2 separate regions of the Triticum aestivum genome follow, and region 2 is linked to region 1. The links are chromatin contacts, called in public Hi-C maps. All regions are on one chromosome and are shown on one strand. Each heading gives the region's core, a stretch centred on a gene start, on an enhancer-like site or on the middle of the called end of the contact. The rest is flanking DNA. Distances are from core to core; before and after follow the strand shown. Region 1 holds the start of LOC123062765 (myb-related protein 308). Region 2 has its middle 110 kb from the start of LOC123062766.

The links. Hi-C and Micro-C count contacts between places; a contact is called where the count stands out from the background.
Region 2: a Hi-C map of leaf shows a contact between it and region 1, with 4 times the contacts expected there. The contact joins the enhancer-like site here to the promoter of LOC123062765 in region 1. A contact is called at or near these places in 3 of 5 Hi-C or Micro-C datasets (all in leaf) and 1 of 1 datasets of contacts at active chromatin or transcription factors (leaf).

What each region holds. Positions count from the first base shown.
Region 1 is chr3A:634,193,836-634,196,799 of IWGSC CS RefSeq v2.1, forward strand. It overlaps LOC123062765 (myb-related protein 308), which reads left to right and starts at 1,544. Exons shown (of 2, transcript XM_044486416.1): 1 at 1,544-2,055; 2 at 2,168-2,964. The coding sequence starts at 1,559. The coding sequence ends at 2,708.
Region 2 is chr3A:634,395,108-634,398,071 of IWGSC CS RefSeq v2.1, forward strand. No RefSeq gene overlaps it. Among protein-coding and RNA genes, the nearest start is that of LOC123062766, 110 kb to the right of the region's middle. Within about 2 kb of position 1,459, at least 4 of the 8 cell types and tissues checked have an H3K27ac peak or open chromatin away from gene starts, as enhancers often do. A contact at or near this core is called in leaf, where this site is marked.

The sequences.
Region 1 (2,964 bases), core at 294-2,793:
ACCGTCCGTGGAGCAGTAACGGTTGGCTGCCAAACAGTAGAATTAGATTAACACGGCTAAGCTACCAGTACACATACACAGTACATCATCGATCTCCCATCGCCGTGAAAGTAGCCCGATCCGGTCCGTCCCATCCGTAGATACGCCATCCGTGCACGGCCGCACGAGTAATAATATTACTATTCGTCTACATTAGTCTTGACATTTTTGCAGCCCGGGCGAAGCGTCGCTTTTACCTACGGCGGGTCGTGCGCCCGCCGGTAACCATCCCGGCGGATCGGCCGAGCGGTGCCCAACGGAAGCGGCAGCCCGGCCGGCCGGCGGCGCGTCAGTTTTGACCCCCGGGGGATCGCCGGATTTTTTTAAGCGGAGTGAGCTCACCGGGGCTGCGTACCAACCTGGCCGAGTGCTGGCTGGACACGAACTACCTAATCAAGGCTTAAATTATTGCCTTGGCGCCAAGAGGGGGGTGATGGGATCATATAGAAAAATGGGGTTAGTCACGCACGCATGACAGGCGCTAGGGACACGGGCGCACAGCTAGGAGGTGTTTTGCTGGTTTGCGGCTAGTGGTTAGCTAGGCAATCGGTGGCGGTTGCTCCACCAAGTTTTGGAACGTGTTCCTACACCATGATTCCGTTTTCGTTGCGACCATCTCTTTTTAAAATTAGGCGCGCGACGCTGTGAGTTACGGTTGAGCTAACGAACGCACGAACGCTTGCCATGCTAGGAGTGGAAAGAAGAAGGGTGCTCCAATACCGACACATGTTAGTACATGACTCGCTACAAGTCTTCTACTAGTATAACCCTTGAAAATAGATTTACAATCTTTTTGTGCAATATTTGTGCAAGGGACCTATGCTTGAAACAAGTCTTGGCTTACTTAATGAGTGTGGCTAGGTCTCAGTCGACTGAGATTTAACCAAGTCTTAGTCAAGTAATGTAACATGCAAAGAGAGAACAAGAAAAAACCGAAAAGAAAAGTTTGCACGGATCCCATTGTACATCTGATAGATATATCATCGGACTTAACGAAGTGTCAGTCGACTATTACTTACTCCCTCCGTCCCAAAATATAAGAACAAAACGTTTTTATATTCTGGGATAGAGGGAGTAATTTCTTGCATGCAAAGAGAAGAAACCGATATCAGCCGGACGGCTAGTGGAGGTGGCTGTACCAAGCCAACTGACGATCGAATTTAGGTTAGATGCTCGACGACCCAAGTTTTTTAGTGTACATGTGTTTTGTCTACGCTGCGCTCCTGGAGAAAACAAGTCTATGAAAAAACAACTTGGTGGAGCAGCACTCACTCCCTTTGAGAGGGGAGGGGGAGGCAGATCCGTTTTGCAACCACCAAAGGACCAAAGCTACTCCACTCCAGCAAGTACACAACAAGGAATCAAACACGTTAGCTGCGCCGCGCCCACATCTTTACCCTCTCACTCACAAGCATCCTGCGACGCCCACCCAAACCCAACCCAACCCAACCCAGCCCCGACGCACGCCAAGCCCCTCGCGCCCGCGCAGGCGGTCAAATCCCCCCAAGGGATCGGGTCAATGGAGCGAGAAACCACCACCAACACCCCGCAAAAGAACCACCCAAAAGCTCTGCTCTCGCCGTCACGCCCCCCATATATACGCGCGCCCCGCCCTCCACGGCGCGCCCACCCCGCTCCTCCACCTCCCCTGCCTGCTGCATACAGCCGCGAGCGAGCGAGCTCAAGCTCCGAGCCGCCGCCGTCGAGCACGAGGAAGGGAAGCAGAGTAGCCATAGCTAGCGCCGGCGCCGGCATGGGGAGGTCGCCGTGCTGCGAGAAGGCGCACACCAACAAGGGCGCGTGGACCAAGGAGGAGGACCAGCGCCTGATCGGCTACATCAAGGCGCACGGCGAGGGCTGCTGGCGCTCGCTGCCCAAGGCCGCGGGCCTGCTGCGCTGCGGCAAGAGCTGCCGCCTCCGCTGGATGAACTACCTCCGCCCCGACCTCAAGCGCGGCAACTTCACCGACGACGACGACGAGCTCATCATCAAGCTCCACGCCCTCCTCGGCAACAAGTAAGCAACCGATCGCGATTTCAATGCGCATCGCCTCCTCCGCCTCTTCTTTCCCTGGTGTCTTGGAGGAAGGAAGCAGTTATTGACTAAAGCAGCGGTCGCCGTCGTGCAGGTGGTCGTTGATAGCGGGGCAGCTGCCGGGCCGGACGGACAACGAGATCAAGAACTACTGGAACACGCACATCAAGCGCAAGCTCCTCAACCGCGGCATGGACCCGCACACGCACCGCCCCATCAGCGCCGCCAGCGGGCTCACCGCGTCCACCACCGCCCCCGTCTTCCCTTCCTCCCCGGCGCCGGCGTCCAGGCTCGCCAGCGCGCCTTTCGCCTTCCAGAGCAGCACCGTGAGCTTCGCGAGGCCGTCCCCGTCGGACGACGGGCACAGCAGCAGCGGCGGAAGCAGCGACGCGCCGCGGTGCCCCGACCTGAACCTCGACCTGGACCTCGACCTGTCGATGAGCCTGCCGAGCTCGCCGCCCAAGACCGCGCCGCCCGCCAAGTCCACGCCCACGTCGCACCAGCAGCAGGGCATCTGCCTGTGCTACCACCTCGGCGTCCGCGACGGGGAGGCATGCACCTGCAAGACGGCGTCGCCGGCGGGCCCGCGCGTGTTCCGGTTTCTCCGGCCCCTGGAGGAGGGTCAATACATATAGCACGCTAGGCGCCCGGCAAAACTCTGTACAAAGCACAAAACGAAGGAGGAGAGGGAGAAAAAAAAAAGGGTTTCTAATTGAGATAGCTGATGTGGGTTATTATTTCTGATGTTTCGCTTCATCCCAAATATGATTCATTTCTTCTTGCCGTATACTCCTACTAGTATAGAATTTTGAATTTCATGCAGCGGCAAAAAATGTACAAAAGGATCTAGGGTGGCAAAAGTTGATAGTACCTACTCCCTCCGTCCGGAAA
Region 2 (2,964 bases), core at 209-2,708, 200 kb after region 1:
TTTTTTAGGGTCTTAGTGCTTATGATTTGGAAGATAAATCATGTTGATTACTATTATTACTGAAGTATGGCGTGTGAGGTTTCCAGTGTGTGGCACCTGAGGCAGCGATGGTTGGTGAAGGAGTCGGCATCCTCATACGTACTACTCCTGCTATTCAATCGTTGGAGTATAATAAGGTAAGGTCAACGTTTGCTTCATGTGCGATCATGTTTGAAACGAGAAAATTTGAAGCCGGACGCCACTCGCTCTGATCGCTCCAAAAACAAGATCAAGGTCAGAGCACGTATCATGAGTCATGGGTTCGTGCCGACACGTCGGACGTTTTAGTCTCCCGGCCTCACCAACCAGGCGTCCCATGTTCTTGGTCATTTCGCCTTTGCTTGCTGCATGCAAACACGTACGTACGCACACCCGATCGACCACCAATTATTTGCCAGGGCAGTGTGGACGTGCTTCTCTCTCTGATTAGCTAATAATATGGGGGGAATGGAGCATTTGCACCATGATTGGCTGCTGACTATATATTGGTCTTTCAATAACCGAGTCGACTAAGTGTACACGTGGCCCTCTAATTCGCACAGAAACGATTAGTAGCGCTGTAGCACAGAACCGGTAAGCCCTTGCTCGTCCTGTAACGACGGCTCTGTAGCTGTAGCTGTAGCAGGCAGGATTTCCATGTCAGGTCAGTGCATTTTTCTCTGTGGGTTCCGTATCTCCTACGTACTCTACAGCACATGCATGGTACACCGCTTATCACCGGTAGCTGAACCAAGGCGGCAACCGTTGTTTTCGCAGGCGCTATTTTCCGCCGTGCTACGCTCCGTAGCAAGATAGTACTCCCGAGAGCGACTGATGATCGGTACCGTTACAATACTGGCACTATTTCCACAGACGGGCCCGGATCCCTGTGCCCGTATACCACGCCACAGTACGTCTTCACCCGATGTATTATTGGCATTGGCACGCTCGCAATCCACCCGTTTTTGGGAACTTCCGCCGGTTGCTTGCACGGCGGGAACGGATCACTCCCACCAACGCATGCAAAGCTTGCAAGCCTCTGCATCCGTCGTAGTAGCCGGTAGCTCGACGCGCGCCGAGGCAGCCGTGGACCGTGTGGACACGCCGGCGGGGAGCCGTGCCGTGACATGGCGCGCGCGAGTTGGACCGGCCGGCCGGCTAGGGAGGCGGCGATGCCAAGCGTGACACATGCGCGAGGAGATAACCATGAGCGAGGGATCACCGGCGAGGTTTCACAAAGCTTTATGTTGCTGTCTGGGTACGTCCGCCGGATGGACGATGATTCGTGGAGGTCATTTACCGGATCGAAGCTGGCCACGTCCCCCGTCGGAACCCTGCCGCTGATTGGCCGCGATTTGCACGAGTGAACGGGAATCTCTCCCAGGCTTGTGGAAGCACTTAGTATCAGTTATCACCATAGGGGTCTTGTCTCATCGTTTACGCGGGGATGAAACCCGTGTCACGTAACCGCGTGTTTTGGCAAAAGCGACCAGTCCCGGCGCGATCTATACTACGGAACAGCGATGTGATTGCGATCCACACTTGGAGTGGTAGATGCGGACCCAAAGTGGTTCCTCCGGGCGTCGTGGCCCTGCTGATCCCCACAAACCATTCAATCAGCTGAGCAACTAGTACTAGTACTCCCCTAGTGTGTGTAGGGGCCCTCGCCCACTCTGTGGTCTGATCTGGATAGCTTCCTTTTGGACGGGGAGGTTCAAGATGCAGAAGAGAACAACGTGGGACAATGAGACGGATGTGGTTGTTGCTGGTTGAGTAAATTGCACAGAAGTACCACAACTGGGGCATTGGAAGCAGATTGGTACCAAGCTTGATAATTTTTACATGTCAGTACCAAATCTGGGGCCATACGTTACAAAAAGGTCTAAATCGCGTATAAACGCGTATTGACAGTGTATCTGACCGGCGGGGCCCGCCTGTCAGCTGCCGACGTGGCATTTTTTTTGCAGAAAACCCCCGCACGGCGGCGCCCGGTCTGGATCGAGGGGAGGATCCCCTCGAGCCCGAGCTCCTCTCGCATCACCGCCGCCCCCGCTCGCGCCGGAGCTGCCCCTGCTCGCGCCGCCGCGGCCTCTGGTCGCGCCGCCGCGGCCTCTGCTCGCGGCCCAAGATCGGCGACAGGGCGACGAGCGACGTGGTGGTGCGACTGCGGATGCCGGACTCGGGCCGGGACGAATGGCTCTACTGCCACTCCGGCGTGCTCGCCGCCGGGAGCGGCTACTTCGCCGACCGCCTCTCCGACGCCTGGCCGACGTGCCAGATCCTGCTTGAGGGCGCCGACCCCGTCTCCCGCTTCGGATTCAGCGGCGCGCTCGCCCTGCTCGAGGCCGCCGCGCACCTCGGCTGCGCCCGCACCGCCGCCGCCTGCGCCGACTACCTCGAGTCCGCCCCCTGGGATGAGGCCGGCGAGGAGGAAATCCTCGCCGCCAGCCACGCGCTCGCCTTCTTGCTGCCGGGATACCCGTGCATGCCGTCCTCCACGGGACGCGGCTCCCTTGCCACTCGGCGTCCCGCTGGTGAGCCCACCGTCGAGCAGCCGCTCCGGCGTGCCGAGGCGCTCGGGCTCGCGAGTCCTCCCTGGTGACTCATTCGAGGACGAGCGCGGCGGGATCTCTTCTCGCCGTCGGTGATGCGGCCGGTCGGCCAGCGCTGGGGTCTCCGTCGTGCTCTCCTCCCCTCGATCCAGATCGAGCGCCGCCGCGCGTGAGGACGAAGGAGGTGCGGGAGGTTTTCTGCAAAAAAAATGCCACGTCGGCAGCTGACAGGCGGGCCCCGCCGGTCAGATACACTGTCAATACGCGTTTATACGCGATTTAGACCTTTTTGTAACGTATAGCCCCAGACTTGATACTGACATGTAAAAATTACCAAACTTGGTATCAATCTGCTTCCAATGCTCCAATTGTGGTACTTCTGTGCAATTTACTC